Linked DNA regions of Oryzias latipes: region 2 is linked to region 1. The links are chromatin contacts, called in public Hi-C maps. All regions are on one chromosome and are shown on one strand. The core of a region is the stretch at or near the end of the contact, and the rest is flanking DNA. Distances in the headings are between cores, read along the strand shown. Region 1 overlaps robo1 (roundabout homolog 1). Region 2 overlaps robo1 (roundabout homolog 1).

Region 1 (7,397 bases), core at 1,443-3,942:
CAGGATGTCCACGAGGGGGCTGGCACTCCAGGACTGCGGGTTCTCCAGCTGCCACCATCACATCAGCAGGGTTTTGTCTGAAGTCATCGCGTAGAACTGCAAGAAACCACAAAACACAGGTATTATTAACGTGTGCTTCAGCTGTAATCAGAAAACGGAGGGAAAAAACGACGAGCAGCAGTCAGTTCTGATAGCTAATAAAACTAAAAACATGTGGCTTCTAATTACCTCGTGTAATGCTGACAAAAAAAAGTCGTAGTGGTGAGACACTCGAAACTGGGCAAATAACAGCTTCAGTCCAAATAAACTTACAGATTATCAGCAGTGATGAATTCATGTCCAGGTTATCAATATTACCAACTATGACCTTCCTTTTTGTTGACGAAACCACACAGCATGGTAATACACACACTCAGACATTCAGAGACCGTTCATCACCTCTCCATCATCACTTCTTCATTTCTCCTTGACACTTCATATTTACATCACCTTGCGCTCATGCACCCGTTTTGCCTCGACACGCTCGCAAATCTACATTAGACCCAACCTGCCATCCATGTCACCGCGAGGAAATGATATGACTCTTATATGCATCGACTTTCCTCGCTGGATGTGTTTAAAATAAAAGATGACACAGCCTTGGGTTGTTAATAATAAGATACAAGAGCCCCCTCTCTGCTATTTTTCACATCTAGTGATACCACATTTAAGAGCACAATAGACAGAAAATGAGACACTCAGCAATTTCCATGAGTGCTGCTGAGTGCAGATTCGGATAACCTACCTAACTACCAACCAGTCTCTTCAGAATATCACATTGATAATAATGCTTTATGGTAGCCGTGGCAGAGAAGATCAAAGCTTCCTCACTTTCTGATGGCTGAGGAACAGCATATCTGTGAAGTTCACATCTGCAGTGGTAAACTGGATATTTACTGAGAGGAGAGAAAGTCATGAAAAAGCAGCAAGCCCTTCTTCAGCAAGCAATGTCGCAGAAAAACATTTCCACATCCTCTTACACATAAAAACAGAAATTAGGCTACAAATGGGAGCCCCATTCAAGCAGAATTTCATTACAAATAGATTTTATTCTTTTAAGGAATAAAAGAAAAAAAATATTGTCAATATATACTTTTTTAATGTATCTTTAAAGACGCACTCCAATGAAAGTGGTGTTTTTAAACATGTTCTCTGATGATGTAGGACATATGTAAAGAACAGCTTAAAAGTGCCTTTCTGAGTATTTCTTTATTCAAATTGTTGTGTATCAAAGTAGACGCAAAAATGTTGTTTAAAAAAGCGTGTAGCCACAAGCTTCACTCTATACTGAAGCATTCGCTTGTAGACGGCTAGATCCGTGTACATCTATGTTTTCCTCATCTGAGCTGGCATCTGGCTCAAAACAGCTGGATAGTTCCAACATTGTTCGACAATTTTGTTGTACAGATAATGTCAGGTTGGGGATTGTGAAGGGCTGTAAGCTAGTGGGAGAGGTTGTAAACAGATGGATGATGGGTAGGAGGCGGCTTACTCAGCCCTGCTCACAACTCTATATAATAGCTTTTGAGGACCTTTGCTGGTCAATCTCACCTTCTCAAAGGACAATATTTCTCAAAAATGTTTCTTGGTGATCCACAATCCTTTTTTATGACTCACACTACTGAAGTTGAAAATGCCCTAAAAACCCTCTCATTCTGCTCCCTCCTAACAGTGCAGCTGTGTGGTGAATTCGTGTAGTTTGGTTACAACAGATCAAATCATTCAGGAATGCAAATGTAAACACCAAACATCCGTTTCATTAGAGTGCATACTTCAAAACTCTATCCTTGCATAAAGAGATTAAGCCAATGTGTTCTGAAGAGGATTTCTGCTGGTCAGCCTTTAGAATCAAAGTGAGCCAAACACTGAACAAAATAATAAAAGAAGTGTGTGGGCTTTTGCAGCATCTGCAATATATGCATGGGTGAGTGAGCGCAGTAACTTTAAGTGTGACATTAATTTTGCACCGTCTCTTCTCTGTGGGGTCTCGGAACCCCTGCCAGTCTCTGAATTATTTTTAGCCCACCACCCCGTGTATTTGTCCCTATAGAAAATAAAATGCAAAGCAAAAGTAGTGTAGCTGGAAAGAGACGCAGTATCGACTTGATAAAGGCCTGAGGAGAAGCTGGCATCGTCAAGTGTTTACACCACAAGGACCTCCAGCACTCACTCCCCCACCTCACTGCCCTCTCTTCTTCTCCAAACCAACACCTCCTTGTTATAAACACAGCTGAGTGCAGCCCAGCAGACAGCCCTGAACATCTGCGTACAGGAAAACAAATTCCTCTGGGATGGAGGCAGGAGAGGAGACAGACGCAGCCAGACAGTCTGTCAGACCGACAAACGGACCCAGATCTGAAAGGGTTTTAAGACTGACTCTTTTGCCAGAAGCCTTGTTAGATCCGGAGTTGTGGCAGGGCTGGTTTTTCCTGGCTCCCCCCTTCTTTAACATCCATTCTTGCTCCTTTCTTTATGCTACATAAGCTCTTGATTGCTTTTGCTGTTCCCATTTTGGGAGCTAAAATCCAGAAAAAAAGGTTTTCACGTTGTCTTCTTTGCTGAAAGTGTGCATGTGCGATGCGGTCTCTATCTGGGTTTGGGATAATGAGGCTACTCTACCATTCTGTCTCTCCAGTGGGGCTGCAGCTGTCCCCTAGAAGATAATATTTCCTGGGCTATTAACAGTGAGGCCAAACTCTTTGTGTGTGTGTGTGTGTGTGTGTGTGTGGGTGTGTGTGTGTGTGCGTGTGTGTGTGTGTGTATTTGTGTGTGTTGAACAAGATTTTCATTTTGTAGCCTAATATGTGGAAATGAGCCAAAGTCACAGGTCCCAGCATGAAGACGCCTCTTTGTCCATTCTGGATTTGCTCAAAAATGTTGATAATGGGATGGAACAGGGCGGAAATCCGGACTTGGACAAATAGAAGTGTGCATTGTCAAGGTAAAGGGATCTGTCCTGCTCTGAATTTCCTCTTTTCTGGAGTGTCAGAACAAAACACCTATTATCTTGCGTAGCTGTTGTTTATCCAAGAGGAATAAAAAACAGCTGACTGTGCAAAAGAAAGCAAATTCATCAGAAGAGAGAAGTAGATCGGGGTCTCCAACAAGTGTTGGGCTCTGCCAAGATCCAACTCTCCAGACTAGATGTACTACGATCCCTCTCAAGGTCCACAGAAGTATTGTAACTGTTCTGCCAGTAACATAATAAGCTGCCATCAAGATCCAAGACACCTCTTACGCTATGTTTACACCAGGCTCGGAAATGCGCGTTCAAAAAAAAACACTTCCAATGAGAAGTCTATGTAAAAAATGCATAGATGCATGTTCAGGCCTCCGTGTTAAAAATGATTGCATTCACGTGTTGCTACACAAGTTTCATAGTCCATTTTCGGGCTCTACATACAAAAAATGCCTTTAAAGTTGAACCAGTTAAACTTTGACCAGTCAGGTACTCGGACTTGGTAGTGATGTATGGATAGTGTCTGTTTCAAAATATGGAAGTATTAACCATTAAGAAATTGATCATGAAGGAGAAGTCAATAAATGTGTCCAGCTAGAATTATTTGACACAGACTCTTTCATTTATCGGATTAGAGCTGCGAAAGAGAAAAGCCTGGAGTTCAATTCCCAAGATTTGCACCACTTTGACATTTTGCACCAAGCCTCTCCCAACTGTGAGTACATCCGTCAGTATCGCATGGCAACAGTCCAGTGTGAACGCCATATGCTAAAAGTGTGTTCAGCCCATTCTTGAACGTACATCATATCCCTGGTGTGTACGTCGCATTAAAGGTTACTGGAGAAAGTAGCTTGGTGAAAAATGCACACATTCATCACAAGCACAAGCTATCCTCCATTCACATACACTCTAACAAACACAGGCAGACTTTCCCTCAGGAAATTGAAAACAGATGTTTAAATGTCAAATTAAAATGAGATTCCTGTGCTGCCCCTCCGATATTAATGAAAACGAAGACCTAATGCCACACACAAGTCAGGATGGGAAGATCAGATGAGCTTTGTTCTGAGGAAATGAAACAAAGTAAAACAAGCTCTCCTCAAACCTATGCAAGGATGCAAGAACAGACCCACAAGGGAATTAAAGGTTTATCAGAATGCACATGGAGGCAATCCCACAGAGACACACAGCCCAGCGTGGGTCTTGCCTTCGGCTTTGGATTCTGCCTTGAATCAGGATGGACACGGTTTATGCCAAACGGGAAGCAGAGGCTGGGCGAAAGATGAAGCCAAAGTTAGGAAACCCAGAGAAGGGAAGTAAAGGAAAAGAAAAGAAAAAAAAAAGTTGCCTTTTTTTTTTTTTTTGGCCTGTGTTCCCGGCTTTTTTGTTGCTTAACTTTATATGCTTCTTGAGCTGTAAGAATGCAAACATATGATGTGCCATCAGATGTTTTCAGGTTATATGAGGCAGAAATGATTACAGAATACAGAGAATGTACAAAGACATGCCTGAAGTGGATGCAGGTAGAGCCAAACTGACCTGAAGTTCTGAACTGCATCCCTGTGGAAAAGTATGGAGCATTTTAAAATCTACATGCAACAACTTTACAAGGTTTTGAGAGTATACAAAAGGACTGAAGAAGAGTCAAAGATTTGCACCACCAAATAAAATAAATGTTGAAAACATTTCGTTTCCTCTGCTAATAGGTAGAAATGCAGTCAGTGCTTTCCGCAAATGTTGGCGTTTTTATTTATTTTTTGGTTCGTAAATGTTCAGCTCAAGCTATGTTCACACCGCCCATTCAAGCGCCCACTTTCAAAGAAAAACCTATGCACATGTGGGTTTCAGGCCTCCGTTTTCAAAATGTTTACGTTTGCACAGCTACGCAAGAGACTACAACAGTTTTTCGACTAAGTACAAAATGCATGTTCATGGAAAGCACTATGAAAGTTATAACAGGTTGAACCTTAACCAATCAGGGACTCTGTTTTGGTAGTGATGTGTGGCTGGTGTCCCTTTTATTTCACAGAAGTGCCAACCGTTGGAAAATTATGCCCGGCTGGAATGGTATGACACCAAGTCTATATATTGGAATAGAGTTGTGAAAGAAAAAGCCTGGGGCAAGATTGGTGAGCCTCTTCCAACTGTGAGTACATGTGCTACTAGTATCGGGTAGTGACGGTCCAGTGTTAATACCGTATGCTAAACACCCGTTTAGGAATGCGCCTTTGGCATTTACCCAGTGTGAATGTAGCTTTTGACTCCACACCCCTCATTGTAAACATTATAAATGACTATAAATTCATAAATTATCTGTACATAGCCTATGGGACAAAGCTTCACTATCCACATCCGCACATCTCCCACTTCTTTTAACATGTAACCTCTACATCTTCTTTACTCACACACTGTGGGACAAGACAATCTCATAGCAATGGTGGTTTAACCCAGGCTGCCGCATTGCCAAGGCGGTTGCAGTTGAGTAATCAGCCACAGGCGAGAGCAGTCTGTGTGTTCACAAACCAAATAAATAAATAAATAAATACATAAATAAAGATCTACAGTAATGTCCGTTATGGTGGGCGTGAAAAGACCTCATGCAGGAGAAACTTGGCCTTCCTTGTTCTCTCCTGACTTCATCCACACTGAGAAGATACCAGACCTCATGCCTTCTTGTGCAACCCTGGATAGACTCTAGCCTCCACAGCACTGAGTAGGGCTGTTATGCAGTCCGGCACTGATGAATATAGTCATGACATTCACAGCTTTGTTCATATGCACAAAGACAGAAATAAACCTGACAAGCTGGGATGTAGAAATAATAGTTGACATCGCAATAAAGCTATCAGTTTTCAACTTCTTATATTTTTTGTTCCGCTAAGACTTAATTTATAGATTTCCAATTTATGTTGTAATTTATGTTGTAATTTAGCATTTATAAATCACTTAGAAAACAATAGACGGCTCTCTCGACAACCGTGACATTCAGTGCGGGGTCACATCTGGGGAGTCACATCGATTAAAAATGTCTGACAGCCAGAGTGCCTTCTCGGCTGCTAGATATCTTGTGGACGCCCGTAAATATGTCAGCGAGAGCAGACTCCGTTACCCCACTGGCCTTTAGGGTTTGCACCTGCCCAACCCAGACACCGTGAGGTCAGCATCCAAACTCACATCAATTGTTATGTCGCTGATTAGACAATATACCAAATATGTAGGAGTCTAAAAATAAAAACTCCAAAAAGATAAACAAGAAATGGTCATGTGCTACTGCACATTACCCATCTAACTTGCTGATTGATATCATTAGGTTTATGCCAAAATAAATAACTAGTTAGTGCACATATTCTAAATGTACCTTTAACTGCATTTTTCTTCATTTTTCTTCTGAACAGGAGTTTGCAGCATCTATGTGTGGATCATGTCTGTCTTTTTTCCAGTCATTTGTAAAAAGCAACAGCTCATCCTTTACCAGAGAGGCTAGAATCTGAACAGATAAATACATCTAGCAATTTATTGAATTGATTCCTATCATCTCATTTGCCTGATGTTTCTGTCACTCCTGCAACCCTCTGATGTGCAAAGATCTAGGTAAACCTCTAGAGCTATAAACTGTCTATATCATAGCAATAATGACTTAGAACCTATACAGAACATATACTGCCTAGACTCATTCAAATGACCAAGAAGAATCACTTTGCTGTTTGACTTAGGACTAAAGTTAAGTACCAGAGACCTTTGTGAAACCCAGTATTCCCCTGTATTGTCATTTATGGGTCAGATTGTTAAATTGTGTTACTTTTCTTGATTTTGTGCCTCTATTGTAATGTTCAAAAGCATAATTTCGGGAACTGCATAATTTAAAGTCCACTCCGATCATATTTTGATCTTTTTTTAAAGCGTACAACATTTTTTTGTTTTCTCCTGATTCACGACAATTTGAATAAAGATATACTTAGAAATGATCAATTTATGCCTTACATCATAAGAAAAATGCCACAAGACCATATTAAAAACACCAAAAACACAATTTTCATCTGAGTGAAAACAGTAAAGCAGTCTGTTTTGAAGGGGAAAAGTCTGGCTGACATAGCTGGGATAACATTGGGGTAAGGCTGTGAAAGCATTTCAAACTCTCCATGCAGGTGTTTATAGCCTCTTCTTTATATTACCAGACTGGGCAGAACTAAAAGTGGCATTGAAGTGGGCATGTCTGTGCTTGCCTTGCACTAGAATGGCCAGTGAGTGCAGAGACTTTGCTCCCAAATATATGCAAACCTCATGTGCAATTAGCAGCCCGCGGCGATTATGCTTTTGCAAAAAGACACTCAAGCATTCACTCACAAGCACATGCAGACCACATAAAAGAAGTTTTGCCATAGAGTTGCTCAGACAGAAG
Region 2 (7,397 bases), core at 2,795-5,294, 90 kb after region 1:
TTTTGGGAGGGGAAATAATAAAGTTATATATGGAAGAAAATAATTTGAATAGACTTTTAAAAGCCAAATACATGTTTATTTGAGGTCATACATTTCATATAGAGACTCAATCCAATAAAAAAAAGGTTTTTGGTGTTTTTAACATGTTTCCCCATGATGAAGCACATATGTAAAGAAAATTAAGAATAATACTAAGTGTTTCTTTATTTAAATTATGAGTTTCTGATTAACTACTGCTGCTCTGCAGAAACTATGCCCTAGAAAACCACAGTTTTTTTTTATTATTTTGCCTTAAAATGGCAATTGAAAGACCACCAGGGAATGCTTTGAAAATAGATCAAAAGATGATCGGAATGGGACTTTAAAGAAGGGCAATACAAACTCAGCACAACTGTCAAATTTGAATTGTATTCTACTCAGTTTTTTGCAGTCAACAACAATGCAGTACGGTTGTCAAGTCTTTACAACGTCTTCCTCTTAAATGGCTTATTTCTGTTCCATCAAGGAAGGTTATGAAGTCTAGTGGGAAGTAGAGGTAAGGTGAAGGAGGGGCTGAGGGGCAGCGAGGGAATTAGAGAAACCAGCAGCACACTCAGTTGGCACAGGCAAGCCACAGAGAGAGCAGCATGTGGGCTGGCAGCCAAGAAAAAGCTGAGCTCAACTGTGACGCGAAAGCAGGCAGGGGCAAATGTGTCTAAAGAGCATCTAATGCTTTTAAAATGTTATTTATTTGATAGCAGGAGTGACCTGGGTCCAGTGTTGGGCCAAGGTTGTATAGGACCCCTTAACTGCCTAAATACAGGTTGTTCTAAATGTCCATCCAAACTCATATTATGAGGCAAATCTCAGACAGCAGGGTGTTAAAAGGGATTTTCCTTTGCAGCATCCGGTAGAGGCTATGACGTTTATTTCTGAGTTCTCCAGTCTGATTCCCTTTCGGTGACCTTCCGGTTATGAATGGTAAACACATCTCAGGTTCTGTTAGGAGTGCTTGCAAACTAGTATAGGAGTGCATATTCTGTAGCTGCTGAGGTATTAAAGTGAAACTTAGCTCCCACAGTGTAGGTTAGGACTCTGTGGAGCCATGTGGCAAAATGACTCCAGCATGGGCCTGCTGACAGGGCCGTGGTCCAAGTCCAGCCAAATGGAACACAAATCGCCCCAAACTATTCAGAATCTGGCCTGGAAAAATTAAATGGGAATGTAAGGCCTGCCATGCAATGAGCAGTAAATATTTGGTCAAAACTAATGAAGGGGCAAAGTCTGCCAAGAAACCTTTTTCTAGACATACACAGAGGGGAGACTGTGCCCAGACTGGCATTAAAAAGAAATTTCCTTCTGCAGACAACTGCTCACTGGGCTGTCTGCTTTCCAGCACCCACTTACCATGTCCTCCCCTTATAACCCATTAACTGTTCAGGTACATACACACCTCTACCCAAAACACAGCTTCCTTCTGCTTTGAGAATAAAAATGCAAATGCATCTTACCCACTACCCTAATTTTCGTATGCCATTTTTAGATATCTCACATCATATCTCACTCGTGTCAGACGATGGAGCATCTAAAGAAACCTGGAGACAGTGATAACGTGGAGAAACACGAGACAACACATCTGAATCACAATTAGCTCTCTAAACTGTTTTCAAATAATTCTTCTTTCCAGCGATACGGAATTGTCTGGACGTCTTTCTTTTTCTTTTCTTGGAAAAAGTGATCACGTGTGAAGCTGCCAGAACAAAGATGATTTTCAGAATGTGGTTTGTAAATAAAATACATCAGTGTCTTTCAGGAGGATAACATAAGCCTGAAAGGAAAAAAGGAAAATAAAAAAAACAAACATCTAAAATCTCCATTGAATAATGCAAAATTTAACCCAAAAAAAGGATTGGATTAAAGCACTGGCTACCCAGAAAGCCAAGCATATTAAAAATGTGAAAGAGATGCCATAATTCCAACATATTTGTATCAATCTTATTTCTTTGTCTTGTGGATAATGAAGGGTAATTTGTGTTTTTAAGCTAATGTTAATAGTCTAAAATGTGAAACTTCCAACTGAAGCTTCATTCACTATGGGCATGTGGCGTACGTGTATTCTTGAACCCGCGTTTAGCTAATAGTGTTCACACTGGACAAGAAGGCAGGGGCTTCTTCTTCTTCTTCTTTTTCGACTGTTTACTAGCACATGTCCCCCACCTACAGCTGGAAGAGACTAAGCGTAAAATGTCAAAGTGGTGCAAATCTTGTGAATCTTGCTCCAGTTTGTTTTCTTTCAAAGCTCTATTGAAAGAAAACAAACTGGAATTGTTGATTTCTCCTCCATGATCAATATTCAAACAATTGGCACTTCCCTTAATTAAAAGGGACACCATCCATGCGTCCCTTCCAAATTTGAGTCCCTCATTGGTCAAAACTCAACCTGGTTTGACTTTTAATGTCTTGTACATACAGCCCAAAAACGTTTTACTAATTTACTAAATAATTTACTAAGTTTTACTAACTTTTGAAATTTTAAACGTCCAAAACGAGCATTTACATAGACTTTTCATTGGAAGTGTTCATAGTGCTAGTGTGAGAATGAACCTGGTGATACTACAAATGGAGACAACAGTTTTTCTAAAGGGAAACAGAAACATTGAAGAACAAAAACTGCTCTCTAAGCATTTCAGACCTGGAAAAGTTCAAGCATTTGTGTTAAAAATGAATATCCAGAGGTGTTTCAGACATTTTAAACCATGTTTGCAGACTGCTATGCCATACTGCATCTGCAAAAAAGCGTCTGACAAATAACTTTGGACTTTCATGTATTAATATCCGTGGTGACATCAGATTTACAGCACCAGTAAGTAGGTAAGCCTGATAATAGAGCAGGATTATGTTTAATCCCTCAACTCAAAGTAGCCATGCATTTACATGTTGGAAAAAAATCACCCAGGTCTGTGAAGTCTCTTCACCATGGTTACAGCTAAATGGTGGGGGCTCCAAATGCAGGCCTGTAATAGTGAATTTCAAGGTCACTCTCTCATTAATTATGGTTTCCAGTGCTTTCCCCTTAAATAGACTTCGACCCTCCTACTTTTATCACCGTCTTTTGTCTGACAGAATTACCCTTGCCCCCCCCCCCCCCCCCCCCCCCCCCCCATCCCTTTTACTCCCTGTTAGGGCTAGATTAAAGGTGCTGATGCAGCTCTGAAAGAGGAGACACTTTAGAAAAAGAATTCCCCAAGGCAAAAAGTGCCGTAAGTGAAAAAGAAATATCATGGAAGTAAAATTATAAAAGCAAATATTGTTTCTGGCTTTTTTTCCTTTAACTGCTAATTTAATCGAGTTATTTGAAAGGTATTTTCCCTTGTCAGTTATAACCAAAGAGAGTTTTAGCATTTCAAAAGTGCATCCAGGAGCTAAAATGAGAGGGTAATAGAATGGTCCCAGAGGCTGGAAAGGGGTCCGGACTCAGGGGGTGAGAAAGAAAAGAAGGATGCGGGGAAAGGCAGTCCTCAATGCCATCTCTCAGTCTCCCCAGTGGAGAAAATGAAAGGGAGGGCGGTCTGAGCCTTTTTAAAATGCACAAGGCAGAACACCCCATGGAAGCACAGTTTACCGCAGGACCAAACTCCAGATCTGGGGCAAGCCCTGGAAGAGCTCCTGAGCATGCAGTTTTTAGACACTTGAGGGATGCTGGTCATTCCCGACTGAGCCCTCAAAGCCACGCTGGGCCTTGGAAGCATCTTTCATTTACTCAGCACTTCTTAAAATCAGCTTCGCCTCTCCCCAGATGTCCACCCTCCAAAAGAAAAACCCAACAGTACAGGTTTTTTCACCACAATCACTCCAATCAGCACATTTTATGTCACCAGGGACGAGTAACAATATGCAATATGAGCGCAGGAGCCAGATCAAAAGTATTCCCTGAGCTGGTGTATCATGGTATGTTTGACTCCTCTATCCTCCCCTACATCCTCTCTTTACCTCCCCCGCTCCACACCCCTGGGGTAGCCTTTGTGTAGGCGCACTCCTCCCTTCAGCACTCCTTCTCACACAACCCACCCTGCCTCCGCTGAACCTTTCTGCTCCCCTCCCCCCCGTTCCCTGCCTTACAATTGTCCTGTTAATGCAGCACAATACAGCCTCCCCAACCCCACAGGCTTTTTTCTGCATGTCGACCTGCTTTATTTAAGAAAGATCTGTGCTGACCAGTCACAAAAAGGCAAGTCTTAAAAAAATGGAAGGGGGTGCGGGGGCTGGTAAGAAGATCAAGAGATTCCTTAAGCTTTCTCTGATTTACCCCACACAAACCAAAACCCACGATGCTGCTTTCCTCTTTGCTCACATCTATATTAGTGGCTTCATAGGTACACCACCAATAGAATGAAAACGATTACAAAAAGTGTGGAATACAATAGATGTTTGTGCAAGAAAAGGTGAAAATTCTCTTAATTTTTTATAACAATGAAAAGTTTAGGATCTTTCAAATGTTCCATTTGGAATTTGGGACAAAAACCAGACAACACCTTCCAATTAGAAAGCATCATTCATCACTTCTACCCATGGCAGGATAAGGGAGTGTTTATCCTCCATGTGAGCTGTCAGAAGAAAATGTGTTAACTACACTGGTCCATCCTGGACATGAAACAGCCATCAAGTACCAGTCAATGGAAAGGGTTTCAAAGTTTAAGGCTAATTCTAGTGTCGATTAGTGATGGGAGAATTGATACCAAGGTGTCAAAGTATTGATACACGTCCCTCACCAATTTTGGTATCAAGTCCTCTTAAAATATTGATTACTAATAATTATATTGGAATATAAAGCCTTATTTTCCGCTGAGTATTTTGAGCGTTTCCATTATAAAATGGACCCATTAAGCTGGACCGAACTGTACCATTTTTGAGTCCCCTTTGGTTGTAGGTCCATAGAAAAATGAAACCGACAGGTTAGGGTGGAAATACTGTTGAAACCATTGTCATTACAACAAAGAAAGTGCCTGTCTTCCTCTTCGTTGCCTGCAATGTTTTCTCAAACAACATTAAATGTCTTGCATACAGTACCAAAAGTCAAGTGTAAAATAAGTTGCTGGATGACCTCAATTGTTGTTGTTGTTATTGTAATTTCACCCTGCATACCCTATGATGGTCCAACTTTAAGAGGAAACCCTCATCTAAACTGCCTGGACCATTCTAAACCGGACCGGACAAGAGCGTACCGTATTGCTCAATGGAAACGAGGCTTTAGTGTGTCATTTCTTGATGTTTTTGGTTATTAATTGAGTTATCCCAGTGTTTGGTGCCAAAACGCCCACAACATTTTGAACTGCTCCATCAGTCACGTGATCAGAAGAGCTGCAAGTTGTGTGTTACCCTTAGCAACAATATAACACAGCATGAGTAGGTGATTTTGAAAGAATTTTTTTATATTTTGTACATTGCTCATTATAGTTATTATCTGTTCAGTGTTTGATGGTACTTGTTTTTAGGATAATAAATAATATTCTAGAGAAAAAGAAAAAATCTGCATCGAATCTTAAAAGTGTGGTGCCGTCAATCACTTCTGTAGATTATCTATCCACATGCCAAAAACTGCAGAGGGTGTGATAGCAATAGATTTCGCAGGAAATTTCCTAAAATATCAAGAGGTTTAGACAAAAGACCCTGGGTTGTAATGAAATTATCTCAGTTCCTCTTAATTCTTCTCACAGAAGAGCAAATCAGTTGAACTGCAGCCACGGCAAATTACAAACTACTGCCATCCGACGGATTTGTTAATTAATCCAATTAAACTGTGCTTGCACGCCATTAAAGGAAGAGCCAATGGAGAAAAGCAGATCATCAAGAGTCTGCGCCTAATTTATCTGCCCTTCAACTAACTGCTCTGAAATGTTTATCTTGTCAGTCAATTAGGACTTTAGCTGCAGCTCCTGCAAACAGGAACAGGACATTCCTCCTTGTGGTTCCACTAAGCCAAAGTCTGCCTAATCCCGGATCCTTCGGTGTAAAACCCTAACTCGTTCGGATTAAGATCTGATTAATGCGCATTAGTGGAAGTTGTGGCTATAAAGCCTTAATGAAACTGTTGCCTCACACAGGTGTGAGATTTCTCAGCTGAAATAAAGAATTGACAGAACCAGGAAAACGTCCTGTCTCACAAGGTCAGGAGATGATTAAAGTTGGTTAAATGTGACTGATTTTTAAGGAGGGAAGCAGATCAGAAATATGTTTTCGAATGACATGAGACATAAGGACTGTCAGCTCTCACCTGCACTTTCTGGTCACTAATTGGCTGTGAACCTGCTGCATCTTGTCACATCGCTGTGATGTAGGAGGTGGAAGCCCTCTGCAATTTATCAGCACTTATGAGTCAATTTGTCATGACCTGCACGGCTTGGTGCTGGGCCTGATAACAGAGGCACCACTCCCACTGCCCACATTTTTATCAGTATGTGAATCACCTAACATCCTCCATTGTGCCGGATATATTCACCCCAAAGATTGTAAACCAACGTGGGTATAAACTTTAAAAGATAAGCCCAATATATGCTTTGAAGCTACGTCATTCTTGTGAATACATATCCTAGAAACCCTTATCCCACCGGGCTGAGTCTTGCCCTTGCCTGAATAGTACCTCTGAGGAAGAGTGTGAGCTCTGACGAGCAGTTGGAGAGGAGATAACAAGCATTTAGTGAACAGAGGGAGGACAGATCACCTGATAACAGGGCAAGACATGACGGATAGAGGCATCAATTTACCACCTTGAGACAAAGCAAGGTGGCATTAAGCAAGTCATCACAAGTTTGAAAGGGCAAAGGTCTTTTTGGTTTAAGGCCTTCAAATAAATAAAAAGTTCAATTCCTAGATTTTTTTTTCTAGTCTCAAATAAAGTCATCTCAATGTGCTATACAAATAATACAAACATCTCATTTAAAACTAAAATTATAATGCAATAACTCAAACAAGTGTGAACAATTACAGACTGTAAAGTTTTTTTTTTTTTTTAAATAGGAATAAATTATCTAAAGTGTATGGTTTTAATTACATAGGGTAAAGAGCTTCAGGTGTGATACCCTGTACTGAACATGAAATTGGGTGACTTTAAGGTAAAAAAGAAAAACAGTCCTGCAACAGCTCAAAATGTTTGATGGCTTGCTTTTAAAACTCTTTAGTGAAATGCAGAAAGTAGGGGTGTAACGATTAATTAACCAAATATTTCTACGATCCAACCAGATCAATTTGTCTGAGGCAAGTTGTTAATCGACCCATACCACTGGTTGAATTTTTGGCTGAAGATGTCCTGGATCGATTTTAGGTCAGTGAATCGTATCAAATTAGATTGTTCAAAATATCAACAATGAATCGTATCAGCAGCCACAAGTTATGATATGAATCGAATTGTTAAAGTGAAACGT

What was found. Hi-C and Micro-C count contacts between places; a contact is called where the count stands out from the background.
Region 2: a contact with region 1 is called in a Hi-C map of fibroblasts, with 1.8 times the contacts expected there. The contact joins two enhancer-like sites. A contact is called at or near these places in 2 of 5 Hi-C or Micro-C datasets (fibroblasts and gastrula embryo).

Annotation. Positions count from the first base shown.
Region 1 is chr13:9,381,254-9,388,650 of ASM223467v1, forward strand. robo1 (roundabout homolog 1) reads right to left here. Exons shown (of 32, transcript XM_023961823.1): 5 at 1-96. Among protein-coding and RNA genes, the nearest start is that of robo1, 200 kb to the right of the region's middle. Within about 2 kb of position 2,693, at least 4 of the 8 cell types and tissues checked have an H3K27ac peak or open chromatin away from gene starts, as enhancers often do.
Region 2 is chr13:9,469,932-9,477,328 of ASM223467v1, forward strand. The region is part of intron 3 of robo1 (roundabout homolog 1); the gene reads right to left. Among protein-coding and RNA genes, the nearest start is that of robo1, 110 kb to the right of the region's middle. Within about 2 kb of position 4,045, at least 6 of the 8 cell types and tissues checked have an H3K27ac peak or open chromatin away from gene starts, as enhancers often do.